2 separate regions of the Anas platyrhynchos genome follow, and region 2 is linked to region 1. The links are chromatin contacts, called in public Hi-C maps. All regions are on one chromosome and are shown on one strand. Each heading gives the region's core, a stretch centred on a gene start, on an enhancer-like site or on the middle of the called end of the contact. The rest is flanking DNA. Distances are from core to core; before and after follow the strand shown. Region 1 holds the start of DAW1 (dynein assembly factor with WD repeats 1). Region 2 has its middle 160 kb from the start of PID1.

Region 1 (4,191 bases), core at 801-3,300:
ATCCAAACATGGTTTTGGCATAAACATTTAAATTACAGTGGAGCTTCGTGAATTGCCCATGAAGTAGCAACAACAAAAATTAGATGTGGAAAGCATTAAAATGATCTCTGTGTGTGTCTTCACAGATATATGTATCTCATATATCTGTAACTCATAATTATGATAGGAATTACTAGAACATGGTCCACAGTCCACTGGTACTCATAAAGACCCCAGGAAGTAGTTCACAGCTAACCTGTAGAATCAGATCTTCATTTTCTACAATCAGATAAACTGCTGAATCCTACCCATCCATCAGATAAACTGAGGACTGACAATATGCAGCACTGAAAGTGCAAACATACACTTATAACCGGTCCTACTGAGAAAGCCTAGCCTTCCTGCTAGCATGGAAATCATTGCAGTCTAAAAGGGATTTTCTATTTCAGTCCTCTAAACAGGAGCTACTAATATACCCATAAATTAGTATCCCCTCAATGGTTATACTCCTGTTAAGTAATGCAAGACAACTTTCATCTTTCACACAGTGACTTGTTATACCAAGAATACTGAGCTGGACAGTTTCAGGTAGGCAAAAATAAATAGTTTTTATATTTGGATCTTTCAGTGTGCATTTTAGTGAAAGAAACATCATTCACCTCAATTATGTTTAAAATAATCAGAATTGTATATAAGCACGCTATAAAACAGCAGATACTGTTGTTGCCTGAAATACTTACTCAGGACTAAGATCAAGTAGATCTATAGGTCTGGTCTTCGGCTCACCACCTTGTACATATTCCAGAATAATTCCTTTAAAAATATATGATAAACAGGTTATAATTCGATGTTAGGGATTTTATAATGCATACTGTTAATGCTTCTGCTTGTGTTGCCCTACTGACTTAGCAGACCTACTTCCAGCTACTGAGACAAGAAGGAGGTTAGGAATTCTCAGCAGAACAACTCTGCTATGTTTATATGATAACAAATACTAAATCTTATTACTTAAATATTTATGATCCATTTTCAATTCTGGAAAATAACACGTTGTTGGTGTTTGCTTTACCCCAACCACTTCTCACATGATTTCATCAGCTCTGTTTTCAAATAAACTGTACTGAAGATACTTGCTGCAGTTTGTATTTCCAAGAAGCCCAGAAAATTTGTTTTACAAAAACTGTTACATTTATTTCACTGTTTGCAAAGGCCTATGTGCAGTGACACACAGAAAACCAGAGCACACTTCCTATTTCCAGGTGTGCTCCGTCACCTCCACAAGATGTACTTTCAGCTAACGCATTAAAACGTTTAACCTCACTGCTTAGTATTCTGCCGCTCCTTGCTTTTCTGTGGGAAGGGATAATTTGGATTAATGTTCACGTCACTGTATGTAAGGAAAACATTTAATTGGACAGAAAGATCTGTCATCACATCACGCTCCCTGGGCTTGTCCTCTCCACCTCGTTCCAGTCCGTGAAAGCGGTCGCTCTCCTGAAGGAGTTAGCGACGAGGCCAGCTCGCTGCCAATACCTCATCAAAGCACGGAGCTGCTCCGAGAAGCCACACAACAACCACACGAAAAATAAGCAACACGGCAACTTTCCACTAAGCAGGCCGTTACACCACACGTACGCTTTTTGGGGCTAATTGCCGCGATTTTGGAATTTTAAACGCCCCGCGCCTCAGCAGAACGAGGCGATGCACAAACACCTGCCTCGCCTACACGAGGTGCCAGCACCATCCCCAGCACCCCCTCCGCAGCACGCCGCGGGCGGACAGGAGCCCTACAGCAGCTGCCCTGCGCCCCACAGCGCCCCACACGAGCAAGGTGCACACGCGAGGAAGGTAACACGAGTGGTTACCGACAGCCCCCACCCAGCCACCCAGCCGTCCCCAGGCCGCCAAGCCCCGCACCCGGCGGGTAGTAGCGCAGCAGCAGCCGCCTCAGCCCCATCGTGCGCCGCCAGCCCCGAGCCCCGAGCCCCGAGCCCCGAGCCCCGAGCCCCGAGCCCCGAGCCCCGAGCCCCGAGCCCCGAGCCCCGTCCCGCTGCCACGGCAACGGCCAAACAGAGCCTGCGCGCGTGCGCCGCCACCCGCCGCGGCGGCCGCCATCTCCCGGCCCCGCCGCCTGAGGGGCAGGCAAATGGTGGTGGTGGTGGTGCCCTGCCCGGGGTCCCTCACAGCGAGGGCTGTGCCGTGTCTGCAACAGGCGGGCAGCAGAGCGCTGGTTTCTTCCTTCCTCTGTTCTCCATCATCCAGGCTTTCAACCTGCATTTCAGCAGAACTAGCTGCTGTAACAGCAAGGTGTCACCTGGGAGCTCGTCAATATACAAAGTTAGGCTTGCTTTTTCCCAGGTGGACTGATTTGTACCTCTCCCTATTAATTTTACTTGTAACGATGTGTTGTGTGTGGGCTCAGTATTTGAAGGCTTTTCTGCCATTCTTGCAGTCACCTCATGGTGCCCCCCTGAGCACCACCAGCTGGAAGGGCTGGCCCAGGGCTTCACCTGTGCGCCGCGGAAATCAAGGTGTCAGCCTGAAAGCCTGAGCTGGAGCGTGCTACAAGTGTAACCAACATGGAACCATTAGAAGATAATGTACCAAAGAGTCAATCTTTATGCAGAAATGGCCGTAGATCATCGACAGCGGAAGCAGCCAACATCCTTTCATTTCATCAGTCTCCTCACAGCCCGTATCATTGGTGAGGGGTCACTAGAGCAAGGTTCAGGTCACTGTCTAACAGTACGTGACTTGTGTGAAACACTCACAGGGCTCCCTACAGCTTCACTTTGAAGACAGACCTTTGGTTCTGCAAAACTAGGAAGTAAAATACAATGGCCAGTTCCAGGTTGTCTGTGAGACATGACTGGGGTTTGGTTTGATCTTTTGTCTCGTTCATATGTGGAAGGTTGGTTATCTTGAGGCAGATAGGAAATATTTTCATTGAAAACAATCTAAACAGCTTTACAACAGAACTGACTTATTTGGAATGACACTGTTCAAAAACAACTTTTTGAACAACCCCTAGTCTTGGCGTCCTCTAGTGTCTTAACAGTTTTTTATATTTGTTTAGCGTAACATGTAACCACCTCAATTATTCTTTCTAGGCATAAATATTTTTCTGTTCTTTTAGCTTAAATGATGCTAACAATGAACATGCCATGGGTGCTGCTTCTATATTAACTCCTTCCTCTCTGTTCTTTGCAAACACACATTCATGCAGCCTCTCTGGTGTCTTCAGTATTAGTTAACACCATCTAGAAGTGTTATGTGTGATTTGTATGTTAAATTTGAAGGCTTGGTACTTCTATACAGCATAAATGAGGAGTATCTGCTATTTTAATATATTTTCTACAATAAGCCTCTCTTCAGTCCTGTACTTCAGGATGGTATTTGCGTCATTGGATCAATTACTGTGGTATTCTTGAGAAATATTTTTTTTTCAAGGTTTTGCATACCATATACCAACAAGCTTGTTTTGTTTGTTTTTCATGAGGCATGGAAAGGACAAACGCAGCCCAGTCTGAACAGGGAAGAGGGAAGTGGAGCAGCCACAGAGCTCTGTAACAACAGCTCCTTCCATGTTCTTGCCTTACTTTCTCCCTGTAAATCTCCATTCAAACACACATCTCACAGCTTGTCATCATCAGGAGTAAAAGGTAATGATGCTGATGACATTATCAGTCAAATCAGGCCTCGACTCTCATCCGCTTTCCTTGCTGGCATGATGGCATTGTTTACTCTATTCCTATATAAAAAAATAGAAAAAAATAAAATGCTGACTATCTGAGAAGGTGGCGAAGAGCTATGCTATTCTGAGATGAAGTTTTTCCCAAAGTGCCACTGTGGATAGGCTTGCATGCAAAATAAATAGATAGTAACTAATGGTATGTGACAAAACAGAACTACAGCTCTGGTGCAGGTAGGATTATCCATGGAGACTTTTGGCAGCATAGGTAACAACTGTAGGGAAAGGAAGGACTTCAACACAGGTAATTGCTTAAGGGCTAGGCAAGCAATGATGCACAAAAGTAGGGCGCCTGAGCTGAAGTCCATACCACTAACCCTGCACTATTAAGCATAAATGCTAAGCTTTTTAGAGTTCATGAAAACAGGCAACAAGTGCATAATTTTAGAAAGATTTTTTTTCAGCTGCTGGGGTAAAATTGTTTCCTGAGGATTTTCAGCATCCAAAAGGTACACGCAGCC
Region 2 (3,862 bases), core at 44-2,543, 270 kb before region 1:
AAAGCTCTGTCCCTAGAGAAAATGAGTAAGCAAAACATGGAACCAGGAGAAAGGCAGCACGAGCAGCCTTATCTCAGCAAGCAACTAAAGCAGGTGCCACAAGAGTCCCTTTGAATTCAATGAGATAACCAACATGTTGAGCCACTACATATATGCTGTTGAACTGATGCCAATCAAGAGCTGGAAGAAAGAGAGAAAATAAATCCAAATGGAAGAATAGGAATACGAAGGCATAATGTCAACACAATATAGTCTTCCTTCTTTTCTCTCACTTTTTCTCTCCAGCCTGAATTTTCTGTATATAGTGTTGTATTTCATTTTCATTACTATTATTTTTAGCTACATTGGAAGGTCATTCATGCCATAATTATCAGCGTTGCTTTACTGATTGCAGCTTGCAACTTGGCCTTTGCTGAGCTTTTCCCTACTGAGCTCTTCCCAGTTGTTGTCATTACAGGGCCATCATTAGCTGTGTCCTGTAGTTAACAAAGAAGAAGAAAAGGCTTCTTTAAATTCAGCTGTCTGCTCTTCAGGAAGCTGATGAGTTGTCCTGAAAAAAGATATCAGGGGTTGCTTAGGAATAGAAAGATGACATCCTGCCTGTCATGTGAGGCTTTTTAGATTATTTCCTAGATAAGTACAATAATTGCAGGGAAGCATCTTTGGAGGCTGACTGCCCCCTTGCAATGTATAGGTTAGGCACAAGGAAAAAATGTCAGGCTTAGTTACTGTTCTGCAGTTGATGGCATTTTTTTATGGGGAATTAAACAGTAATAATATGTAATATTGCTTTACCTAGCATCACCTGAAGCTAATGTTATTTTTAATGCATTTAGTACTGTAAATACATATTTAGAAATTACTGCTATCTGTCCAACCATAAAGGTTCCATTAACAATCAGAAAAATAAAGGTTTCATTAACAATAAAGAAGCAAAGGTACTACACCTTAAGAAAAAGATTTAGGTTATTAAAAGTCTCATTTTCTCTAAGCCAGAGTGTAACACAATACCAAAAGATTGAAGCAGTAGGACCAGTACATACACTTGAGCACAGTACATACACTTGAGCACGTGGGTGTTTAAATTTTTATTTTTATTTTTTTTTTTAATTAAGATATTTTCACTTAAATTGTGCCTGTGCATCACTTTGTTAGGGCTATCGGTAACTACCACAGCCTGCTTCACTATATTTCTTTATCACAGGGCACAAGCAAAAGGACACTGTTACTCCTCAGCCCTGCACTTCTTCACGTGGCCATGCTGTGGCACAGGAGACCAGAAATCGCTGTGGTATCTCACTGCTCACTTGGACATTGTGTGAGGCAGGACTTTGCTCAGGGCTGAGGGTGAATGACCACGTACTTTAATGCTAGGATTGATGCATATCATGACAATGCCCTGAGACACCTCAGGAAAGTCCTTGCCACCAGCCAATGGACCCAGAGGCTCTGACCCACCGCAGCAGCCTGGTTCCAGCCAGGCCACCAGCCAGGTGCCCAGTCCTCTCCAGGAGATGGACAGAGGGGAGCAAGGCCACTGAAGCAGCTGCCCTTCACCTCTCTCTCACTTTCTCCTCATCTATATGCAGCTGAGAGGCAGCATATGTATGGTATGACTTCTCTGTGGCTCCTATATGAATAATCTGCACCCAGCTACTGGCACTGAGCCCGTGGCAACACAGCAACTTCTGCAGGCATGCCTGTCTGCCTTGCAGGAGCCAGTGCTTCTGCTAACGTGTTTCTTGCTGGTTTAGTGGTACACCCTGACACTTTTGGTAGGCCTACAAGGCCTAATGCCCACCCTGGGAAATGGCTGTAATTTCTTTCTTTGATTGGGAATGGATCAGAGTGTACCATGCAGTAGATCTACAAGCTTTTCTGGTACTTGCTCTACTAACCAAGCTCCTGAACTCCACATACCTATTTCAGACCAACACCACTCTGGCGGTCATTGGTGCTTAATGATACCAGCCTCAGGGCTGATCTTCCTCAGGTATCAGGGGAATGGGAAAAGCTGTTTCATTCAGGCGGGGAGGACAGTGTGACAGGGCTGTGTCCCTTATAGACACTCTGGAGACCACAGAAATACCACGGCTCAACCTCATGGGGCACTCACAGGGCATCACTACTGAGGTCCATGTAAATACATAGTTATGAGCCCGTCAGTTGTAGCCCTTGTTGTTGTGCTCCAAGGAACATTTCACCTCACTCTCAGATCTGTTCCTCTGCCAGGAACCATTTCCTCCCTCAGGCATTCATTGGCAGCAGGGAGAAGGGAAAGAGCTGTCAATCTGAGCAGGATACATAACGGCTTTGGCTGAATATTATTTCAGGCTTGCATATTTCCTCAGGGTAAATGAAACGGGTCCAATTTTAGAATTAAATTTTGGTTTTGAAATTGAACTTCACTCCCATCTTCCTAATTTTAAGTCCTAGGAGAATCCTAAAATCTCAAACCAAATTTAAAGGAAAAAAGCTAAAAATGCATTGAATTCTCTTGAATTCTCACCCCTTTCATTGCCAACACCACTGCTCCTATCTCCTCCTACTTTGCTGTTGTTTATTCTGCAAGTTGTTTATTCTTTTCCAAACACATAAAAAGCACAGCCACACAATTACCTAGCTCAGATTACCCTAATGATCACCCTAACACCAGGCACTTATTCATGCTTCTATGATTAAACCCCTCTCTTTGGGTACAGCACACACACCCTACAATGGAACTTGGGACGATGCCTGCAGAAGGCAAGCACAGAATACGCTTATCCTCCAGATGGCGATACATTCATATTTTTCCACATTTTCCCTCTGAATTTGAAAGAAAAGCTGATGTTTTAGGTTCTGGACAGCAAGAGCTTGTAATTTAAAATTTATATGTAAACATTGCATTTCCTTGCAGTATTTATTTATAGTGACAACTATTCCGTGTATATATAACTATGTATATACATATACTTAAAAAACATATGTCTTTATATATATACATAGATATGCACACCTACGTCTCACTGTAGGCATGCAAGCTACACGTGTCCATTCTGCTCTGCTCCGCCCAGGCAGGACTGCTTTAAAAATATAGAAAGAAGATGCTCTGTGATGGGAAGGAAAGGACAGTGATGGCAGCAGTTTAATTTCTAATTAATTGATCTGTCATGATTAACTCCTGACATTGAAACCACTGTGTTTATTTGCAGTTGAGTGTCTAATCCAAAGACCAGCACAGTCTGTGTCTCAGGGGAGGACTGATTCAGATTTGGTGGAGATGGGGCTCAAGATTTTTGCAACAGAGACTCCCTGGGTGCCCAGGGTGCCTGCAAGAGGCTGGATGCAGGGTGTGATGGTGTGCTCTCTCCTGCTTTCAGTCTGACCTTTGCCTTGTTCAAACACTGGTCTTTTCATCCAAGGCCTTGATCAGGCAGATAGTGTCTACAGTACTGGCTACACCCAAGGCCTTGCTCATGCTGGTTGCGACCACAATATTGGCTCAAACTGGGTGCTGGAGAGCCTGACAGATGGCCATCTCACTCAGCAGCTGAAGGCCAGTTGAACATGCACCAAAAGAACAGTATGACTATCAGTCCATCATCCCACCCCATAAATAGTGAGCAGACCAAGAGCCCTTTGAGCTTTTCTGCATGGCAGCATGACAGGATCTCCCCTTGAGTTGGGACACCTCTCAAAGTCACCAGTGCTGTAGAGATGTCTTACTCCTTGTGAGAGATTCCTTGCCCCAGAGATCCTTGGTAAGTGATTAACAGCTTGCTAAACTTTGGAAACTTAAGCTTTGTAAGATTATATCTTAGATTGAATGTGCACATACAATCCTTAGACACAAACCATTGACCAAGTCTGGGACTAGGAG

What was found. A called contact is a pair of places that touch in the nucleus more often than the background predicts.
Region 2: a contact with region 1 is called in a Hi-C map of F1 follicle, with 5 times the contacts expected there. The contact joins the enhancer-like site here to the promoter of DAW1 in region 1. A contact is called at or near these places in 3 of 8 Hi-C or Micro-C datasets (F1 follicle, skeletal muscle and subcutaneous adipose tissue).

The regions. Positions count from the first base shown.
Region 1 is chr9:23,050,462-23,054,652 of IASCAAS_PekinDuck_T2T, reverse strand. DAW1 (dynein assembly factor with WD repeats 1) reads right to left here and starts at 2,050. Exons shown (of 13, transcript XM_027464624.3): 1 at 1,897-2,050; 2 at 720-792. The coding sequence starts at 1,936. LOC140003182 (a long non-coding RNA gene) reads left to right here and starts at 2,155. Exons shown (of 5, transcript XR_011811310.1): 1 at 2,155-2,337; 2 at 3,479-3,641.
Region 2 is chr9:23,315,247-23,319,108 of IASCAAS_PekinDuck_T2T, reverse strand. No RefSeq gene overlaps it. Among named protein-coding and RNA genes, the nearest start is that of PID1, 160 kb to the left of the region's middle. Within about 2 kb of position 1,293, at least 1 of the 8 cell types and tissues checked has an H3K27ac peak or open chromatin away from gene starts, as enhancers often do.